2 separate regions of the Rattus norvegicus genome follow, and region 2 is linked to region 1. A link is a contact called in public Hi-C data. All regions are on one chromosome and are shown on one strand. The core of a region is the stretch at or near the end of the contact, and the rest is flanking DNA. Distances in the headings are between cores, read along the strand shown. Region 1 overlaps Agpat4 (1-acylglycerol-3-phosphate O-acyltransferase 4). Region 2 overlaps Prkn (parkin RBR E3 ubiquitin protein ligase).

Region 1 (6,088 bases), core at 1,473-3,972:
CAGCCACATTGAGGCAGATGCTGGAAGCTGAGGCCCCAAATGAGCTCATTTCCTGGGTGGCTGTCAGACTGGGGTTGGCAAAGGTGGGAGGCTTATCCATTAGCAAAGAGTCCACCTTGAACAGGGAGAAGTAATTTTCGGGGTTCCCTCTCCACATGTTCTCGGGCTACTGGCTCTTCAAAGATGACATTTTGAGGACCTCTGCTCTGGTCCATGGACAAGTGTGTTTGTCACAATTTTTCCCAGGACATTTCACACCCCAATGTGCCAAGAAATATATGAATAAGGACGCTGAAGCTTCTCTGAAAATGCCCTTTGACCTTTTTGGTTTCCATGAAACTGACACTTCTTTCTTCGCTCTTTGTGATCTCTGGTTGCAAGTAAGATCATTGAATATGTCGGGGGTTGGGGGGGGGGTGGAGGGAGTTAGCAAGGCCTTGAAGTGTGTCTTCACTTGGATAGCTGAAGCTTAGGCATTTCTACTCTTTTTAAACATGCGCTGGACAATAGCACCCTAGACGTGTTATTACTTTATATGGCGTTGTAACATATATTGAAGAATGTCCCAGTCATGTTAAGTGGATTCCTACACACGAACAGGTGTGTTGGGTAGCATAAGGACTCTTCCACGGTGGCCATGAGCACATGTTGGCTTTAGTAGGTGAACTTGAAAGGATCAGTCAGCTGTATACTCTACTGCGATTCCCACAGATACCCCAGAGAACTGCAGTTACTAAAAAACAAATCCCCACCCCCAACCCTTGTAGAGGTCAAACGGTCTTGCACCCTACCAGAATCCAGCTGAGTGGAGCTCTTGAACTCCAGGTGTCGAAGGACCCACTCGATCTCTGGTGCTTCCTCATTTCGTGGAAAGCTGGAAGCATTTCCAGGAAGTTAACACAAACTGTCAGTCCACAAACATGTTTGTATCTTTAAACATTTTGAGTGGTGTGGCAGTGCTTGGCCATTGGGTTTTCATCATGGTGTGCTGGGATTTGTTACCGGAAGGGGTCCAGGGAGCTCTGCTTGTATGTGGATGTTTCAGGGGCTCTTGGATGGCCTTCAAAATGACTACGGCATAGGGGGCCAGTGCCACCTGACCCAACTCAGACTGGGTTTTAGTGCAAATGGCCTGCGGCTTCCTGTCTGCTTCACCTTCCCCTTGTCATTCCACTAGTCTTGGTGACATTCTGGAGATCAAGAGTTAGGCACATTATGTAAGCCAATAAGCAGGCCGAAATAAAAAATGATGATGAAGATGATGAAAAGAAAGAAAAAATTGGTTTCTCTTTGCAAAGAGCAGATCCATCTTCGTAGGAAATGTGTCCATCAAGAATGGCTGACAGTGAGTCTTGGGCTCCTGTCTGTCCACCCAGAGGTCTGTGAGAGGTGCAAGCCGAACCGAGCCAGTTAACAGATCCATAGGAACTGGGAGGGAAGGCCTCCTCCCCGGGGTGTGCAGTAGATGTGCCTCTTGAGTTCGTAACATAGATAAAAGACTGGAGAGAAGTTCGATGGGAAGCAGACTTCGCGAGAGATGCTAAGCAGACGTTTCTGGAAGTTGGACTCCTTGCAATTTGGCACTTAGAAACAAGCCCCCCCTTTTCTAGGAGGGAAGCAGGGCCAACTCACCTAACGTAGCAGTCAGCGTGATATTTCTTTCCATTTAAGACTCCCAGCAGTGTTGGGTTTTCATTGTTTCTGAAATTGAGTGTACAGTCATATACGGCTGGGACTATAAGACAAGACAGACAAGGCAGTATAGAGCAGGTGAGGCCGGTTCCGCTTGGTAGTCACACACACTGGACGACATGCTCACACCGTAACCTGTCTACCAATGACACGCACGATAGAGACCTCTTCCTTGGGTTTTTCTAGACTGCTCACCTGCTCTACATTGAACATGTGTAATCAGAAAGTCAACTGTAAGCAAGTCCTGGGAACAGAGTAACCCCCGTGGTCATGTGGGCTTTAAAACCGTGATGACTGTCAGATCTATACTGATAAGGACGTTAATCTTTCTAGTCGGCAGGTCCTGTTGTAGTTGCAAATACCAATATTTGAACAAATACGGGTAGAAGATGATCTAGGCTCATTCAAGGATGTGTCTGTGACAGAACAGCCATCATTTATAAATTTATCAAATGCCGTTTTCTCTTTTATAAAAGACTTTCTAACTATGTGGATGCATGTCTATGTGGGTGCACATGAGGCCAGAATAGAGCATCGCACCCCCTGTTGCTGGATTTACAGGCAGTTGTGGGCCACCAGATAATAGTGGTGCGAACAGAATTCCAGTCTTCTCCAAGTGCAGTAAGCTATCGGCTAAGCCATCTCTGCAGCCCCAGTGTAACCCTTCTTATGAGCATTTTGTGCCCTCCCAAAATGAAGCAGCCACAAAGCCAGGGTGTTACATCTAAATCATGGAAGGAAAAGGTAGTGCAGTCGAGTTAATGGTTCTATTCAATGGTAACTCCTTGGGGTAACCTACCCTCACGCCCTCCACAAGGCCATAAGGCAACAGTAAGCAGGGTGTAATCCTGCTACTGTACTGATTGGTTCAGAGTGAGTAAACTATGAGACTTCACCCTCTATGCTAATGTGTAGTGTAACCCTGATGCTGATTGGTTCAGAGTCAGTAAACTGTGGAACCTTGCCTACTATGCTAATTTGTGATGTAACCCTGCTGCTGATTGGTTGAGTGAGTAAGCTGTGACCCTCTCCCACTATGCTAATATGTGGTGTAACCCTGATGCTGATTGGCTTAGAGTAAACTGAGACCTCTCCCTCTATGCTAATGTGTGTTGTAATTCTACTGCTGATTGGTTTAAAGTAAACTATGAGACCTCGCCCCCTATGCTAATGTGTGTTGTAATTCTACTGCTGATTGGTTTAAAGTAAACTATGAGACCTCGCCCCCTATGCTAATGTATATTGTAATTCTACTGCTGATTGGTTTAAAGTAAACTATGAGACCTCGCCCCCTATGCTAATGTGTGTTGTAATTCTACTGCTGATTGGTTTAAAGTAAACTATGAGACCTCGCCCCCTATGCTAATGTGTTATAGTCCCGCTGCTGATTGGTTCAGAGTAAGCTGTGGAACCTCTCTCACTATGCCTTTTGTATCAGGAAGGAGGAATGGCTTTTAATGAATATGGAGCTAGGGGCTGGAGCTGGGGGAGGAACAGAACAAGGAGGCTAACAGCTACCCGGTCCAGATAAGGTGACTGGGGTCTGGTCCAGTCAGGATAAATAACTCTGCCTCCAGCAAAAGGGCTAACAGACTTCTACTAATACAGATGTCTCCGTGTCTTTATTATGAAAGGTCAAGTGAGAGCCCCGTAAAAAAACAGCAACAGTAACTATATGCACATTCCAAGTTATCTCCTCGGCATAGTCCACATTCCATCCAATCTTACTGCGGGAGCCCTGGGACCCGGCTCAGGCTCCAAAAATGCTTATTGGGTCAAAGAATGGGTGACTTAACGACAGAGAAGCGAGTGGATAGAATGTGTACACAGCCGCCTTTTCCCAGCAGTGGGCAGTTTGCTTAGCTGCATCACGCAGTCTTCCAAACCTAGATCTTCTGGAGAGTGGGCTTATGATGCCATCATCACACAGGGCTGAAGAGACAGGTGCCAGTCACACGTGCAGGCAGAGCCCACTGCACTAACACTGATCTTGACCGTAGCTGGGCAGCTTTACACGTCTACAGTTAGTGTTAGTAAAAGTAGTGGGGGAAATCACAGAAATTGTATACCGTCCCTGGATCACTTGGAATATGAAGAACAAGGATTCAAATGTGATAAAATCGCCATCCATTTCTTTCCTTAATGCCTAACCCCACTACAGGTCTGTAGGTCCACTATCTTTCCCTATGGGAGAGGGTCCTCATGCTGGCTTGCAGAAGTGTCTAGAGGCATTGTCCTTAAAGACCCAACCACTTTCCCTGTTATTGGTGGGCATTGATGCCTAAGGTGGGCAACTGTCCCAGAAGATATTTAACCTGTTGATATCCTTGGCGCCCTGGATAAATCCCCCCTCACAAGAGATAAAGACAAGGCTATAGAAGCTAGCAGCATGGAGCCAGAAGCCACACCTGACCTGCCTCTGGCAATACAGCAGGGCCTGCTTGGCCCACTTTTTCCTTCAGGACAAAGCGTTCTCTTGGCAGGTCTAGGACATGAAGTTCTAGGAAGGCCTGCCTGGCTCTGTGGTGCCTCACACTTGAAGCAGTGTCAAGTCCTATCCAGCTCAGGTAAGACGTCAAGCCTCCTTTGGAGCTGAAGGGCCAGGGAGTAGGGATGTGAGAGAAAGGGGTTACATAGGAAAACAAATATGTTTTTAACTGAAGAGGAAGGGTAAAAAGAAAACGGGGGAAGTCGCTGCCTTCTGTTGGTAGCTACACTGGCTTGAGGCTCCAGACTCATGGGTCTGTACAGATCAGATCATCTGCAGGTGGTTATCAGCAATAAATAAGCAAGAGAGGGCCTCAAAGATTGCAGCTCCATGACCAGGCGATCTTCTGTCCTCCAAGGATCCTGCACTTTCTGCACGCACAGCGCAGTGCTGCCACTGACCAGCAGAGGGGAGTATTTACTGGGATTTAGAAATATGAAGTGCCCTGCCTCTCGTCCCAGGTTCCACCTAGCTTCAAAGATCCCCCATTTAGCCAGCATCCTTACCAACATCTCGCAAGCACTTCACAGTGATAGCAAAGCCCTTGGTGCGTGGCAGCAGGTGATGCTTGAGGCTGGGCAGCCCCTTGGCTTGGGCTACCTGCATGCTGATTTGGTGTTTCTTCTCTGTGAACCGTGTGCCCTCACAGTGGATCAGAAACTGAAAAGCAAAGGATGCTGGTCACACAGGGGGATTCCACGGTCACGCAACCCCAAGCTCAACTGGAGGCCACAGTCCCAAAGATGTTCATAGTCACACTTGACTCCAGGTCAGTCCCCATAGTGTCCTCGTGCCCCACAAATCCCTCAGGTCTCATGTAATTCCAGGTCACACTCAGTCCGAAGTGACTCCTATGTGTGGTAGCCACACATGATGCCACAGGAGCCAGACAGCACACTGCTCCTTTGCCTACATACCAGATACTTCTCTGGGTAGTCCCGGAGGTGCAGCAGGCTCTTGGCAACCGTCTGCCGATCTTGCTCCCACTTGCGTGTGCAGAAGATCATTTCCACAAAGTACCACATCCAGCCAATGATGGGGACATAAGCCAGTTCTTTCTTGGCCAGGACTTTGGAGTTCTGAAATAGAGGAAGAACCTTAGGGTGTCTGTGAAGGAGACATAGCTGTTGGAGCTCTCATGGGGAAGGAATGGCCAGTCATACCAAAGGCTTGGAGCCCTTCCTTTTTCCCACTGCACTGACCTGAGGAAAGGTCATGCCCACCACTGGGTGGACCGCTGCATGACAAGGGTCTGTGAACACGCACAGAGGTGTGAGGATACCCTCACGGACCACGGCCCTCCAGATTATCGACACCTGTGTGTTTGCCAAGCCCATCCTGAGGTTCTGTCCGGCAGGTCTGTATAATGCCGTGCCACAGACCAGCACATCAGCAAAGCCACCGAGTTCATACAGGCAAGGCCAGCAAGGCTCACGGCACTGGCAGGCTAGCGAGTGGAGGCCAGCAGAGTTTGAGCAGTTCCATGGGAAGCAGGGGAAGCTGGGAAGTCAACTTGGCTCAAATGGATAGATTCCCTATTCATCTCTGCCACTCACTTCTGAGGCTGGAAGCAGCCAATCTCCTCAGGTTGGGGTAGCTGCGGTTGGTCCCCAGCAACTCCTGTGACCGCACTGTGTGGGCACCAGGGGTGGGGTGGGGAACTTAGAATCTAATGGGGCAAGAAGTCAGGGGGATGCAAAATGACTCTTACCTTGCTGGGTTTGTTTTCTCTCTCTCTCTCTCTCTCTCTCTCTCTCTCTCTCTCTCTCTCTCTCTTTCTCTCTCTCTCTCTCTCTCTCTCTCTCTCTCTGTGTGTGTGTGTATGTGTGTGTGCATGCACACATGCATGCGAGTGGGGGTTGCACATTCATGTGTGTGAATGCTGACACCTACCATGGTACAAGTGGA
Region 2 (6,088 bases), core at 1,536-4,035, 170 kb after region 1:
TTACTGTGTTGATTCACACTTGGAATGTTGACCCTGATAGCAGCGTCCTCAAATAACCTGTGAGGGGTAAATGCTCTGTCCTCACAGAGGACTCAGGATAAACACTTGGCGAGCGCACCTCACAAATTAGTTGTTTTTGTTATTATTCTCCATGAGGGGACATGTAGACAGCATCACCTAACAAATGGAGTTGGCATGGCAACAGTCAGTCTGGACTCTAGGGGTCAGGGGAGGCCACTTTGTATGGACACTGGGCTTTGGTGTTGTTATAACAGTGGGTGACTCATCAGATGCCTGGTGTCATTTATAAGAAGGGACATTAGTGGGTCTTCTCTCTTCACTGGCCCTGGAGGGAGCCCTGATGATGTCACCCACTGCTGGCTACCATCACCAGAAAGTTTCATTTACCACCTCAGCTTCCAGTCCAGGGGTGGAATTTCATCCCATAGAAACCACCTTGGAAGCTGCTACTATAGCTCGCCTCACAGCATGCATTAGCACAAGAAAGCATCCCACATTTCTGTGAAGAAACTAAGATAGTTTGAGTGGAATGTGGGTTTAGGAGGTTGAGAAATTTCATGTTGGACTATAGGCGCTCACAATGCCTAGCTGGTCTCAGGCTGTGCACCCTCCCAGAAGCCTTCACTGCCACCCAAGGCCACCATGCAGGAGGCCCCAGGCTGTGTACCCTCCCAGAAGCCTTCACTGCCACCCAAGGCCTCCATGCGGGGGGCCCCAGGCTGTGCACCCTCCCGGAAGCCTTCACTGCCACCCAAGGCCTCCATGCAGGAGGCCCCAGGCTGTGTACCCTCCTGGAAACCTTCACTGCCACCCAAAGCCACCATTCAGGAGGCCCCAGGCTGTGCACCCTCCCAGAAGCCTTCACTGCCACTCAAGGCCTCCATGCAGGGGGCCCCAGCACCACTCTGGCCCTCGCCTCAGCTCACACTCACCATTCTTTTCAATGGGCACATTGCAGCGAGGACAAGGCTTGGTGGTTTTCTTGATGGTTTCCTTGGAGGCCTCCTCCCACCGTGCTTGCTCAGCAGCTCTTTGATCCACCCGGTACGCCTGGATTGATAGAGACAAAGGAAGCTCAGATTTGAGACTCTATTATTTATTGGGATTGACGTCTGCATTCCTTGAAGTGCTGGTGTCGACACCTCTCAAAGATGAACGTGCCTTCAGGCAAGCTCCAATGTTAACTTGTTTGACAAGTGCCGGACAGCCACTGGGCATGCCTGGGCACTGTGGTTTTGGCACATGGCGTATGCTTGTGAGCTAAGAAAGATGGCAGAGAAGATTACTCAATTTTCTAGCATAGAGCCCTCTGTTCTGAGGATTTTATGTGATTGTAATAAATAATATGTAGCAAGTGGTTAATCTGTAGGCAAGTGATAAACATTTTCGTGGACCTCTCCACAGACCCTTTGTCGAGCGTGCAGTGAACACGTTAGTGTTTGTCTCTGAGCCCCAGAGGCACTGATGGCGGCCAGGCACGGTTATGTGAGTGTGGAGTCTGCGGTTCTACGGTCATCACGTCTCAACTCCCTCCTGCCTCTTCCTCTGCTTCCTTCTTGACCCTGGAAAATGGCTGCTATCCCAGAAGGCATGAGAGAGAGAGCAAAGGGATGAGAGAAAGGCCCACTTTCATGAGTTGGTGACAGCAGAAATTAGGACTGTGGGCTCTTAGAGCAGCTGCCTGGGTTCAAATCCACTCAGATGCAAGGACTCCTCATTCTCTCTGAGTCCTCTTGGATGGGAATGTAAACCATGGGGTGCTGAGGGCTCGGGGTTCATTTGCACATGCTCCTTACAGGGAGCACGTGGCGTGTGTCATTGGCTGATAACTTCAGCTCCTTCAGGGCCTCTAATGTTGGACGCCATGACACCTTTGCTGCCGAGTTCATGTTATCAAGGACTCGATCATCTTCGACTCTTAGCCGCCTGCTGTGGGGCGGCTGCCTTCCCCATGCCCCCAAATTCATATGTTGAACATCTAATCCTGTTGAAAACCGACTAGGACATCCTCAGCTGGAGAAGGGACTCCAGAATGGCTGGTGGGAGACGGGTGCTTCATTCTGCACCTGCCTAGTCAGTCAGACACCCTCACACTTTCCGCTTACTTCTAGAACTGGCTAACCCATGTAGAGGAAGAACTGGTCACATTTTTATTCTTCGTATAAAAGTGTTGTGATCTGGAACGGTATCTCAAAATGTTGCCCCAAATATATATATATATATATATATATCTCCAGGGCTACTCCGTAGCGTTGGTGGTAACTAAATGCAATGACCCTGTAGACCTGACCGCTGCCAACCTTCACAGATGCTCACTAGCAAGTTCCAGTGTTAGGTACTGGGCTTGAGAGCCAAGCCCTGCTGGGGTCTGTCCCCTGTCAGCAGAGGTGAAGTAAGAAATGCTCTATGATCAGAAGCTGAGGCTTAGCACCCCCCCCCCACGCCCCAGGCTTAGCAGCCCCCACCCCCACTTTCACAGTGAGGTTGGGTTCCTGTTGAGACCCAAAGTGAGTGGAATCTAACTTCAAGGATCAAACCCAATTTCATTTCATAGTCTAGCCCTTTGGTTGTTAAAGTTCCCAGTCTTTGTGAGTGAAGCACTCTGAAGGAAACAGTATTTATTTCTAAGTTACAGCAAGTTTGCGGCTTTTGCAAGGACCTTGATGTTTCTGTTTCTGTTTTTCCAGCAGAAAGTGAGCTCTTGCAGACCGAGGTCATGCTTGAGTCATCCCTGTAATTCCAGCCCTTGGCTTGGTGCCTGGGTAATGGGAGGGGACTCAGTTTGAGCTGAGCAAGAGGCAGCCATCTGGAATAGGACCTCATGAGACATGGGAGCACAGCAGACGCGCCCGTGATGGCGGTGGTTGGTGCCAAGGTGAGACCGGCCAAGGACTGGTCACTGGTGTCGTTTCTGTTAACCTCTGCGTGTGCTAAGGTCCTCATCCTGAAGGGTATAGGGACGTCTGTGATTTTCGAGAGCTTTTTTAGGTAGGGTTGAGCAGCGCTAGCTTGATTGCTGAACCCCAGGTCACTGCAAGCTTCCTTTAGCTCTGGCACATCCTGGAGATCGGAGCCCAGTGATGAAGCTGTGGCTGACGAGGATGGTTTTAAGATCTGGTACTCGACGCGCATCTTAACTTTAACATTCATTTCAACCTTAATATGCGTGTCTTCAGTCCGTCTGAGGCACGTGTGGTCCTAAGGCCTAGTGATTTGAGTAGCTGTTCTTCATGGCCAACTCGACCGGCTTTAGAATCCCCTAGGAGATTTACCTCCCAGTATTCACACAAGGGCGTTTCCATAGAGGGTTAGCTGAGGAAGGCGGGCCCAGGCTGAATGTAAATATCATCCCATGAGTCCAGGGCCTGGACTGGGCAGAGATGGAGAAAGGAGAAAGGAAGCTGATGGGGAACTTTACCCCTTCAGACTGAACAAATTAAATCCACCCCTAGTTGTTGTCATCTGGGGATCTTGGAGACAGCATGACCTGTTTCCCAAAGTAGGTGGCTTTATCCGGGTGTCAACTTCACATATTATGGTATAAAAATTAAGCTATCTATGCAGTTTCGTAATAATATGTGACTGGCTATAGATATATGAACTTAAGGTCCCTAACGAAGCCACATTGATAGGTAAAGATTATGCAGGTTGAATAGCTAACCAGAACCTTTTTAGATGATAAAGAGACAGAATATCGCAGATCCATAGACACAGTGATCTTAGGCTGTTGTCAGTCCTCTTTTTTTTTTGGTTCTTTTTTTCGGAGCTGGGGACCGAACCCAGGGCCTTGCGCTTCCTAGGCAAGCGCTCTACCACTGAGCTAAATCCCCAACCGTCAGTCCTCTTAATAACCAGTTATTACTGGCCTCTGTATCTGACCCAACTTTATGAATATTTAATTGTGATGGCTAAAGAAAACTCCTTCTTGTGCTACATACCCATTCTAAATTTCTAAAAGGCAAGTTCCTGGCAGTTCTGACTCCCAGCCCCCTCCCCAGGATTGTAAATACCATGTAACCACGTGTGAGAGAATTACCGGTTGTTCCAGCTTTTGTAAACCTGCTTGTTGGTATGCAGCAGGGAGTGGGTGGGTCAGCTCCTTACTAGCTGAGCCCAGTGACACAGGGTCTCACCCAGTTGGGCATTCCAGAATTTGTGCCCACCTTCCTCTCTGCACAGTAAGCCTCACTATGGCTGTGGTCCGGCTGGTAGTAATTAATAAATTCACTTAATTATAATTTGAATTGAGTCTGCAGTCTTTTCCCTGTAGATTCAAACTCCGAATGATAGAACCTTTGGAATGTATTCTTAGCAGAGTACTGACTTCCACCAAGCCCAGAGCTAAGCATGTTGTAAGATAGCATTTGAAAATGGTAACAGAGACTTCCCACTTCAACATAACCCGCCAACATGGTCTTTCCTACCAACGTACCCGGTAAATGAATTGGATCATCACATATTTTTCTTTCTTTTGTTTTTGAGACAGGGTCTCACATAGTCTACATTGGCTTCGAACTCACTACGTAGCTGACTCTGGCCTTGTACCCCTGATCTTCCTGCCTCCACCTCCCCAGTACTGGGATCACTCGGGTGTACCACCATGGCGTACTTTTGTTTTATGACTAGAAAAGTACACGCAGCCTTTTCCACAGCAGCCCAAATCATTGAGTGCACTGAGGAGTGCCGTTCCTGGCCTTGGCCACTTATATTTGACTCAGAATAAATTCTCTGCAATCCCCTTTAGAGTAGGAGCTGTTAAACGTTACTTGTCTTATATTATATGTACTTATTCACATCGAACAGTTTAAAAGACTAAATAGTCTTGTATACATGCAAAGTCAAATTGTAATGAATCAAAACTCTTAACTTCTTATTTTTGATGTTGCTGCAAGACTGATCGATATTTAAAAAAGTTCCAAAATTTTTCACCTCAAAAAAAAAAAAAAAAAACCAACAACAAAACCACGTCAATTATATAAAATTTGAGAAATACAAGCATGAAAACCAAGACAGGAGTTCTGTTCAGTTTCTCATGGGGAATACGCATTTCTGCTCTGTCATGGCCATGCAATTTGTCTAATTCTCTCCTGCTAGAATCATAAAAGACTCAGGGGCTAGAGAAATGGCTTAGAGCACTAGAGGATCCTGGTTCGAGTCCCTGCACCCACACACAACCCTCTATGATTCCAGTTCCAGAGGAGACAGCACTTTCTTCTGGCTTCCTCAGTAACAGGCAAACATGCAATGCATATGGAGGCAGAACATTCACACACACGAAATTAAACAAGTGTAAAAAAAATTTTAAACTTGCAGACAGATTAAAAGTTGTATCTGAGTGAGCGGATGCACAGATGGACATACAGAGGACAAGAGCTGCTGCACCACTGGGCCAATCAGCTCGTGCCAACTTCCTGACATGCCACATTTATTTGCTGCATACCAGGGAGCTTCTTGTGGATCCGGAGGTCTATTACTGTCGCCCCACCGGGGTGGAGGCCGCAGCTGCCCTGCTAATCAGAGGTAACTGCCTTCCTCAGCGAACCGTTCACAGGACCAGCCTGGGCCGCTGGAAAGCAAGTGTATACAGCAGGTCCAAGTGGGGTAGGTGTGAGAGTGTGGAACACAAAACGCAGCCAGGAAACCTGGACCTGAGGCAGTCTGCCAGAGGAAAATTGCCACCATTGCCAGGGGCGAGCTGCACAGCAGAATTAAAGCCGGCGGTGGAAGTCGGAGGCTGGTGGCACACAAAGGGGCTCACACAGGCACGTCCTCCACAACCCTTCAGAGCCTAAACCACAGGAGAGCCTGCCCCTGAGGCGGTCAACGCCCAATTCATCAGGGTCAAGTACATAACTCGCTGGGAGAGACAGGGTAGGTTCTGGAAGAGGTTCTGGAAGATTTCTGGGTTCAGAAATCTTTCTCCCTGGAGAGACTCATGACCGGCCTTTACTACTGAGATCCACAGTTCTCCCCAGTACCCATGGAGACTGACACAAAGGGGAGGGGCACTGTGATCTCCTTGAGGAAGAGGCACTAAGAGCAGCTTGGTAGTTGATCAGTTTTTCCC

Evidence for each region. Hi-C and Micro-C count contacts between places; a contact is called where the count stands out from the background.
Region 2: a Hi-C map of kidney shows a contact between it and region 1, with 4 times the contacts expected there. The contact joins two enhancer-like sites. A contact is called at or near these places in 11 of 12 Hi-C or Micro-C datasets (the A7r5 cell line, the Rat2 cell line, frontal cortex and 6 more) and 1 of 1 datasets of contacts at active chromatin or transcription factors (oligodendrocytes).

The regions. Positions count from the first base shown.
Region 1 is chr1:51,079,954-51,086,041 of GRCr8, forward strand. Agpat4 (1-acylglycerol-3-phosphate O-acyltransferase 4) reads right to left here. Exons shown (of 9, transcript NM_133406.2): 4 at 5,098-5,259; 5 at 4,687-4,840; 6 at 1,633-1,735. Among named protein-coding and RNA genes, the nearest start is that of Agpat4, 98 kb to the right of the region's middle. Within about 2 kb of position 2,723, at least 23 of the 93 cell types and tissues checked have an H3K27ac peak or open chromatin away from gene starts, as enhancers often do. A contact at or near this core is called in kidney, where this site is marked.
Region 2 is chr1:51,248,271-51,254,358 of GRCr8, forward strand. Prkn (parkin RBR E3 ubiquitin protein ligase) reads right to left here. Exons shown (of 12, transcript NM_020093.1): 11 at 954-1,071. Among named protein-coding and RNA genes, the nearest start is that of Agpat4, 70 kb to the left of the region's middle. Within about 2 kb of position 2,786, at least 21 of the 93 cell types and tissues checked have an H3K27ac peak or open chromatin away from gene starts, as enhancers often do. A contact at or near this core is called in kidney, where this site is marked.